2 separate regions of the Mus musculus genome follow, and region 2 is linked to region 1. The links are chromatin contacts, called in public promoter capture Hi-C maps. All regions are on one chromosome and are shown on one strand. The core of a region is the stretch at or near the end of the contact, and the rest is flanking DNA. Distances in the headings are between cores, read along the strand shown. Region 1 holds the start of Cstf2t (cleavage stimulation factor, 3' pre-RNA subunit 2, tau). Region 2 holds the start of Kif20b (kinesin family member 20B).

Evidence for each region. Promoter capture Hi-C pulls out the DNA fragments that hold promoters and counts their contacts.
Region 2: a promoter capture Hi-C map of pre-B cells shows a contact between it and region 1. A contact is called at or near these places in 2 of 39 promoter capture datasets (liver and pre-B cells) and 2 of 484 Hi-C or Micro-C datasets (CD4 T cells and rod photoreceptor).

The regions. Positions count from the first base shown.
Region 1 is chr19:31,081,338-31,086,113 of GRCm38.p6, forward strand. It overlaps Cstf2t (cleavage stimulation factor, 3' pre-RNA subunit 2, tau), which reads left to right and starts at 1,504. Exons shown (of 1, transcript NM_031249.2): 1 at 1,504-4,776. The coding sequence starts at 1,729. The coding sequence ends at 3,627. The region is part of intron 3 of Prkg1 (protein kinase, cGMP-dependent, type I); the gene reads right to left.
Region 2 is chr19:34,919,632-34,924,495 of GRCm38.p6, forward strand. It overlaps Kif20b (kinesin family member 20B), which reads left to right and starts at 2,727. Exons shown (of 32, transcript NM_001362434.1): 1 at 2,727-2,802.

The DNA.
Region 1 (4,776 bases), core at 254-2,753:
GCTTAAACACCATTTCTACAAGGGACTAAGCTGATAGTATTTAACAGACACAAGTGTTAAAGTGTTGAGTGTCTCTCAGTGTGCCATCACCAGCTTGGAACTAGACATAAAGAGCTCCGGGATGTCCTGGAAGTATCCCAAGTGCTAGGATTAAAGATGAGCCGCCATGCCTAATTTATGGTGAATGTTTTATTTAATGTTTTAAAACCTTTAAGTATCTCATAGGCCCCACGTGTTGCTTTGTTTGTTGGTTACTGTGTTTTCTTTGACCATCAGGTAAAGATAAGGCTTGTGGTGCTTGCCTCTAATCCCAGCATACACTGGGAGAAGCAGGAGGATTGCAAATTTGAAGACAGCTTAAACTACATACACAGTGAATTTTTCAGGCCAACCTGGGCTGTAGAAGGGCCCTGTATTAAAATAACAAAATTTGTTTTAGTATACCTGATAACTTAATTTATTGAATTAATTGACAACTGAATGTAAAAATATACCATCTACATTAACATAACACATATCTGGGTGTAGTGGCCCACTCCTTTAAGCCCAGCACTTGGAAGGCAGAGGTAGGTGGATCTCTTGAGTTCAACGCCAGCCTCATCTACAGACTAAGTTCTAGGGCAGCCAGGGCTACACAGACAAACTCTGTCTCAAAAAACAAAAACAAAACCAAGAACAAAACAAAATATAAACCATGATATTTTTTGAATTTTTTTCCAAGTTAAAACAGTGAAAATTATGTTTGGTCATTTAAAATAAAATGGCAGTATTTAAAGTACAAAACTGGCAAGAGAAGTGGGCGGTGGTGGTGCACACCTTTAAGCCCAGCGGAGGATTCTGGGAGCTGGAGGTCAGCCTGCGCTCCAGGATAGGACTACATAGAGACCTTGTCTCTAAATAATAAATAAAATCACAACTACTTATATGTGTACAATAAAAGTTTAGTCGATTAATCCAGACTCTGCAGTCATACTTTTTAGTTAATTCCACTTTAGCATTGATGTCAATTAAAATTTGTAAGGGGAGAGAGAAATGATCACACAACAACCTGCGCACACAGAAGATACCAGGGAAGACCCTGGACTTGGTAACAGTTTGAACAAGCCATAGCTTGGGGGCGGGGCTGCGGCTGACAGAAGCGCTATTTTATCTTTGCGATAATTATGTTTAATGTTGTTAAGCTATTTTAAGGGATAAATAACAATATTTTTACCTCATAATATTGGATATAATTTTAAATATTTCTATTATCCTACACTAAACGAAAGCTGTGAAAACACATTAAGCCTTAAATCAGCTTCCGGCTTGCGGTTTCCCGCCGGTGGAACGCAATGAAAACAGCCCCGAGTGTGTGGAAACACAGACGCTGCCGGTTACCCCATGGAAGCCCGATCGGCCATTTTTAATGAGGTCAGTCGTAGTGCATCCTGTGCCCGCAGGAAGCGGGGGCGGGACGCCGGGAAAACTCGACCAATAGGACCATGGAACGGAATCCTGTTGTCAGTAAGTAGGCGCGGACAACCGAGCTCACGGCCCGGGGCGGAAGGCGTTAGATAAATTAGTCCGGTCTCAGGAAGCAGTGTCTGCGGCCTAACGGAACTACAGATTCCTAACAGAAAGGTTTCTGTCCGGAGCTTGCTATCTGCTTCCGTTACAGAGCGGAAGTGTGGTTCGCCAGAGGACGACCCTTAGACGAATTCAATCTCCGCTGTCCTCTCGGCAGCAATCATGTCGAGTTTGGCGGTCAGAGACCCAGCCATGGATCGATCGCTGCGTTCGGTGTTCGTGGGGAACATTCCGTATGAGGCGACGGAGGAGCAGTTAAAGGACATTTTCTCAGAGGTTGGTTCAGTTGTCAGTTTCCGTCTCGTCTACGATAGAGAGACTGGGAAGCCCAAGGGTTATGGCTTCTGCGAGTACCAAGACCAGGAGACTGCGCTCAGTGCCATGCGAAACCTCAATGGGCGAGAGTTTAGTGGGAGAGCGCTTCGGGTGGACAATGCCGCCAGCGAAAAGAACAAGGAGGAGTTAAAGAGCTTAGGCCCGGCGGCCCCCATCATTGACTCCCCCTATGGGGACCCTATCGACCCAGAAGATGCTCCAGAATCGATTACTAGAGCAGTCGCCAGCTTGCCCCCAGAGCAGATGTTTGAGCTCATGAAGCAGATGAAGTTGTGTGTCCAGAACAGTCACCAGGAAGCTCGAAACATGCTACTTCAGAACCCACAGTTGGCGTATGCTTTGCTGCAGGCACAAGTGGTGATGAGAATCATGGATCCAGAGATTGCACTGAAAATTTTGCATCGTAAGATACATGTCACACCACTGATCCCAGGCAAATCTCAGCCGGTCTCTGGGCCTGGCCCTGGTGGGCCTGGGCCTAGTGGGCCTGGCGGCCCTGGCCCCGGCCCTGCCCCTGGCCTCTGCCCGGGACCTAACGTCATGTTGAACCAACAGAATCCTCCTGCCCCTCAGCCTCAGCATCTGCCAAGAAGACCTGTGAAGGACATTCCACCTCTGATGCAGACCTCTATCCAGGGAGGAATTCCAGCTCCGGGGCCAATACCAGCTGCAGTTCCTGGACCTGGACCTGGTTCCTTAACTCCAGGAGGAGCAATGCAGCCACAAGTTGGCATGCCAGTGGTTGGTCCAGTGCCCCTGGAGCGAGGACAGATGCAGATATCAGATCCTAGACCTCCGATGCCTCGTGGACCCATGCCTTCTGGTGGCATACCTCCTCGAGGACTACTGGGAGATGCTCCAAATGACCCACGTGGAGGGACTTTGCTCTCAGTGACTGGAGAAGTAGAGCCCAGGGGCTATATGGGACCACCCCATCAGGGTCCTCCAATGCATCATGGTCATGACAACCGTGGCCCTGCCTCACATGATATGAGAGGAGGACCATTGGCAGCAGATCCCAGAATGCTAATTGGAGAGCCCAGAGGTCCCATGATAGATCAGAGAGGTCTACCTATGGATGGTAGAGGAGGTAGAGAATCTCGAGGGATGGAGACTCGGCCCATGGAAACTGAGGTCTTGGAGCCACGAGGAATGGAGAGAAGGATGGAGACCTGCGCGATGGAAACCAGAGGCATGGATGCAAGAGGACTAGAGATGAGGGGCCCTGGCCCTAGTTCCAGAGGTCCGATGACTGGTGGAATCCAGGGTCCTGGCCCTATTAATATGGGGGCAGGTGGCCCTCAGGGACCTAGACAGGTTCCAAATATTGCAGGAGTGGGAAATCCTGGAGGTACCATGCAGGGGGCAGGTATACAAGGAGGAGGGATGCAGGGAGCAGGTATGCAAGGAGGAGGGATGCAAGGAGCAGGCATGCAAGGAGGAGGGATGCAGGGAGCTGGCATGCAAGCAGGGATGCAGGGAGCTAGCATGCAAGGAGGGATGCAGGGAGCTGGCATGCAAGGAGCCAGTAAGCAAGGTGGAGGCCAGCCTAGCAGTTTTAGCCCTGGGCAAAGCCAGGTAACTCCACAAGATCAAGAAAAAGCAGCTTTGATCATGCAGGTTCTCCAGCTGACTGCGGATCAGATTGCCATGCTGCCTCCCGAACAAAGGCAGAGCATTTTGATTTTAAAGGAACAAATCCAGAAATCCACTGGGGCTTCTTGAATGGTTTTCAACTAAGAAGCACTTAGTTACTCCTTCAGAGTTTATTCTGTGGCATGAAGTGGTGCAAAAAGCTGTCTTCTGTGTTCGCACACTTTAACCATTTAAGGTTTCCTTCTCCCTAGATCTTAATCTTTCTTCTAGTCCTGTCACTTTCTGCTTCCCTTTTAGCTTTTTGATGGAGGTTATGGAGTGGAAGGAGTGGGCCTGTTCACTTTGTCACTGTTACTCTACCACGTACCCTGAAAATAACTACATCATCCACCAAGTAAGGCTATGAGGAAGATGCAGGAGGAATAACATGTCTGCACTTTGTTAACTGCGTCTTTAAAAATCCCGAGTAAGCTGGGAACTACATAAAAATTGAAAGTGACTTGTTACAGTATTGATATACTAAGATGGTTTAAAGGTTTTTGGTTGTATATTAACTGAATGTCAGCATCTTAAGATACACTTTTTGGTAAACCAAAATACTGTAGAGTAATAAGATTAATGTTTAGTTATTTTGGAATTATTTTGAAATATTGGAGCTAACAGTCTGTGGTGTAGATGTAGGGTTTTTTTTGTTTTTGTTTTTTTTTTTTTAAGCATTGTTATCTGTAAAAAGGTAATTTTCATTTACCTGACTTTTTTGAGACAACTAATATTCTTGCCTGGTCCCACCTGGTGATTTTGCAGAATAGTTGTAGTGTCAGCTGAATTATATAAAGCCGCCTCTGAGGAGACTCAAGTGATTTCCTAATACATTTCTCTAAAAAAATTCTTAAGCACCAAGTCTGGTTGTAAGTAGTTTTTTCATGTCATCTGAAAATAGCAGTTAGACATGGGGTCGGACTTTCTTGAGTAATGGAGGGTTTTTCAGTAAAGCTCCCACCCAGGTTCTTGATAAACCACTATCCATACGCAGATGGAATCCATTTGGTCAGCAGGAATCAGAAGTTAAAAAATCTTAGTCTTCGAATTTTGACGTGTCTTACAGTTTGATAACTTTCACAAAGTACTTTCCTGCCATCAGCTTAACTAGAACTGAGGCCCAAGTGATCTGACAGCTCTGCTCAACTTAGTATTTTATTTCTTAGAACTCTCAAGAGCCATTTGGTCATAACATACATTCCTATCAGATGTGTTTTAAAATAAGGAGTGTGGAATTTA
Region 2 (4,864 bases), core at 1,477-3,976, 3.8 Mb after region 1:
GTTAATTGGGGGCTGGCTTACACTTTCAAGGGTTCAGTCCATTATCATGGAAGCATGGCAGTGTGCAGGCAGACATGGTGTTGGAGGAGCCAAGAGTTCTACATCTCCATTGAAAAGAAGCCTCATGGGCAGCTAAGAGATCTCAAATCACACTCCCATAGTGACACACTTTTCCCAATAAGGTCACACTTCCTGATAGTGCCACTCCTTGGGCCAAGCATATTCATACTACCACAGCGGGTAATCGAATATTTCCGTGTAGTTAGGTCTCTGATGTGAGATCTGAGAAGAAAGAATTATTCTCTGGTAAAGACGAATAAAGATGTTGATTATAAGAGTTGGTTAACTTGTCATGTAGAAGCTAGACAGGAGAGAGTAGAGGTCTCAGTACTCATTGTTCCTTTACTTTAGAGCTTGAGTAAAAGAGAAAGGAGACTGGCCAATGAAATGCGAACTATAAAGGGCATGCTATACTAAACTATACTGGGCATGCTTAACCCTGTAGCCCGGGAAGAATGTTTCAAGTGTAAAACATTTATAGTTAACCTGGAAATGCCACTGGGAGTTAGAACCAAATAACAGGAGATCTGTTGGATTTTGTTTTCTCCCCGCCCCTCGTGCCTGGTATCATGTGTCCTAGGCTTGGGATGTTCATATTACTTAACTAGTTAATTCCTAACAATCCTTGATGATACAGATCAAACATTTGCTCTGGTTTCCCCATCACATTCTAAGACAGTTTCTTTTAAAGCACCTGATGTAGTTGTAATTCTGTAAATGTTTTCTGACATGGCTGTTGCCCTATTAGAATTTGTCCTTAAGAGTCTTTGTGCTCACTCTTCTCACCTACTGTCTCTACCACCCTCAAAAACAGTGCACTGCAAATTTCCAACGAATGTTTGCAAAACCAACACATACAAGTGCCCCACGGAGGGCTAAGAATTGTTGGTAACTAGCAAAAGCAACATGACACTGTGAGGTGTGGTAGAAAAATCGGATCCAGGGGGTTAGACTTATCTGAAGGAGCAATGAAAATTGACAAAGCCCATTAGAATCTGACGTCCAGCTAGGGAAGTATGCTAGTACACTCCTATAGTTTCAGCATTGGAAAGAGGCCAAGGCAGCCTGGCCTACATAGAAATTTTGTTTAAAAACAAAACATAAATTCCAGCCTGGGAAGGTCTCTATTTTATTCTTTTCTTTCATATTTACATTTCTTTCTTCATTTTTCCTTCTGGCCTTGTATCTACTTATCTATTCAAATCTACTTATCTTATCTACTATCTTATCCAAACTAGTTCTTCTCAAATTTGATTATTTTGTTTGGGGGAGAAGTGTGTGTGTGTATGAAAGAAGTCAGAGGCAGGGTAGTGGTAGGAGATATAAATTCTGTATCAAGATCGAAAAACACTAAGGTTGTCAAGCTAGTGTTCCAAAAATCCTTCTAATTAAGTGCAATAGCTGAAAATATGATCACAGAAAAGCTAAGGTAACAAAACTTCTTCAACTGATTTTAAATCCCGGTTCCATTTACTTTTCTTCCCCCCCCCCCCCCGAGACAGGGTTTCTCTGTGTAGTCCTGACTGTCCTGGAACTCACTCTGTAGACCAGGCTGGCCTCGAACTCAGAAATCCGCCTGCCACTGCCTCCCAAGTGCTGGGATTAAAGGCATGTGCCACTATCCGGCTTTTTTGTTTTTTAAAAGATTTATATGAGTACACTGTTGCTGTCCTCAGACACACCAGAAGAGGGCGTTGGATCACTTTACAGATGGTTGTTAACCACCATGTGGTTTGCTGGGAATTGAACTCAGGACCTCTGGAAGAGGTCAGTGTTCTTAACCACTAAGCCATCTCTCCAACCCTCCATTTACGTTTGTGCCCATTACTTATTTAGAATGTATTAAATGGGACGGTAGCAATACCTACTTTAAAGGGTTCTTAGCACCAGTCAGACAATCCATTTTATAAAGGTAGTGCCAGCGGAAGCATAAGGTAAATGCTCAATTTACGTTAGCATTATTTTTATTCAAAGTGAAAGTCTAGCCTCAATAGTAAATTCTCGTCATATGAATGTATTAGTAAATTAGCCCTGCACTCAGAGGGTTACTTTAGGGAAGCGGAGAAGGACACATGGGCACTTACATTTTGGGGCACTGCACAGTGCCTCTCAGCGGTAGCTGATTTATGCTTTCAGAAACATCAAAAAGGGGGTATAAAAAGATGAAGGATATGCTCCTAAAATGTATTTTGAGGAAAACGTGTTTCATCCAAGAGGGCCGTCATCGACAAGAAGAATCACTTAAAGAGGGGAGTTAACTTGGTCCCAGGTCGCAAGTCCTTTCTGCCCCGGGGAATGACAGGACTCTGAGGTGTAATAGGAGGAATAGTTTGCCATTCCTCCGCTCCTGGGGGCATCGCGGGAGGCAGTGCGGAGACAGCGGCCTCAGCAAGGCTCGTCATCATGCGGGTCTAGGACGGAACCTGAGACCTGAGTACCGAACAGGTATCGTTAGGGTCAAACCTAATATGGCCCCGAGAAACTCCCAGCTAGGTAGCCCACGAGCGTTGCTACTGCCCCATCGGTCGCCCGGAGCACCGAGTCCCGCCCCCCAGACTTGAAAGCCTTTTCCGGAGGCGGGGGCGAAACTCGGCCGCGAGCGGGTCCAGCCCCCAGGGCTCGCCGGAAGCCCCGCCCACTCCCAGGGTTCAGCGCGGCGCCGAGCCGCCATTGTTTGAATTTGAAAACCGGGAGGAAGTGGAATTCTGCAGGTGGGGAGGCGTGCAGGGACCAGCGATTGCAGTAAGTGAGGAGCTGACGATTTTGGGGGCTCCGAGGGTGGCTGCTTGCACAGAGGGCACGAAGCTGCGACGCCTCGGCCGTGTCAGCGTTGTCGGGGCTCGTGATGCCCGTAGTCTAGGTGCGGGGCTGCTGAAGGTGGGGCTGAGCTTCAGGGAGTTAAGCGAGTTAAGCCTTGAGGCGGAAGACTTCGGTCTGTCTAGGCCTCGGTTTCCTGGTCCGGTAAAGGAGGTACACTTTAGATTCACAGACACTAGTTTTATTAGACACAAAAAGATTTGCCACGTCTGGTTGCCTGAATTCGGGAGGTGAGCAGTTGTTTTGTCACGTGACAAGATCTCTTTCTAGGTTGAGTCCAGTGGGGGCTTTTTTTAAAAAAAAATGTCACATTACTTTGTGGCTAGAAAAGAAGCATATTTGGGTTTTATGTGTATATAAAGGAAATTGAAGTGAGTCAGTTTTAGTCCAGTACTACTTCCGTTGGTCTGTATTTTGAGCCTGTCGTGAAGAGTAAACAAATTTAGATGATTGTCTTTCTACTTAAATAGGGAATCCCGGTGCTAGGTGCTTTAGACTGTTAAATCTGTTTCTTTGAAAAATTAGGAGAGAGGCGACCTTTTCTCTCTGGTATTGTGCATCTGGTAGATGCTTGCTTTCTTTCTTTCTTTTTATTTTTCGAGACAGGGTTTCTCTGTGTAGCCCTGGCTGTCCAGGAACTCACTCTGTAGACCAGGCTGGCCTCGAACTCTGAAATCCGCCTGCCTCTGCCTCTCAAATGCTAGGATTAAAGGCGTGAGCCACTACTGCCCGGCGTGATAGATTCTTAGAAAAAAATTTTTTTAAAGATTTATTTATTTATTATATGTGTGTACACTGTAGCTGTCTTCAAATACTCCAGAAGAGGGCATCAGATTTTTGTGACAGATGGTTGTGAGCCACCATGTGGTTGCTGGGATTTGAACTCAGGACCTTTGGAGGAGCAGTCGGTGCTCTCAACCGCTGAGCCATCTCACCAGCCCCCTTAGAAAATTTTAAATGTTAATTTTTTGGGGGGTGGAGGGTTAGGTTTATCCTATAGGGATTTGATGTGCAATTCAGATTTAATAGTTCAGTGATGGCATTATTCCATATTCACATTCAACCTTGTGATGTGTCAGTTAGTGATTTTCATTGTCGTCATCATCATTATTATTGGAGATTCTGGCTGTGGTACCTCAGGTACCCAGAGTTGCATCCTACTGGGCTAGGACCCAATTCTCTTATTTTAAATGTAAAGTTTATATGCATTATTTCACTTTTTTACTTATAATCGGAAAATAAATAGGAATTTATTTTGCAAATAACCGAGTTTTAGTCCTAAATGTTAAAATTTGGTTTGCAACAATTTTCTGGGAGATACTAAGTAACGAGACTAGCAGAAGATCTTAAGTCATCCCTGCTGTCTCTGCTGTTTGACATGTGAGAGGAGGGTATCAGGCCAAGTGAACAGTTCATATTTTTTTCTTTTGCTAATTGCATTGTTCATGACATGTCTTTGGGTAAATCTACCTAAAAAATTGGATTATGGGCTGGAGAGATGGCTCAGTGGTTAAGAGCACTGAGTACTCTTTCAGAGGTCCTGAGTTCAATTCCCAGCAACCTTCTGTAATGTGATCTCATGCCCTCTTCTGGTGTGTTTGAAGACAGCAACAGTGTACTCATATACATAAAATGAAAAAAATAAATCTTAATAAAATTGGATCACACAAATTATTTTTTATGTTAATTAATTGGTTAATTTGAGACAGGCCCTCACTATATGGATCGGGCTATCTTCAAACTCACAGATTTACCTACTTTTTGCAGACGGGGTGGGTGGTCTGAGCTCATGCTGTCCTATCGAGCTTACTTTTGTTTATTTTGTTTTCCTTTGAGACAAGGTCTTTGGCTTAGATTGTTCTTGGACACCCTATGTAGCTAAGATGACCTGGAACTTGGTGATTTTCCAGGTCAACCTCCCTACGTGTTGGGAGTATAGAGAGCCATGCCATCATACCCCGTGTATGCCTGGGATGGAACCCAGAGT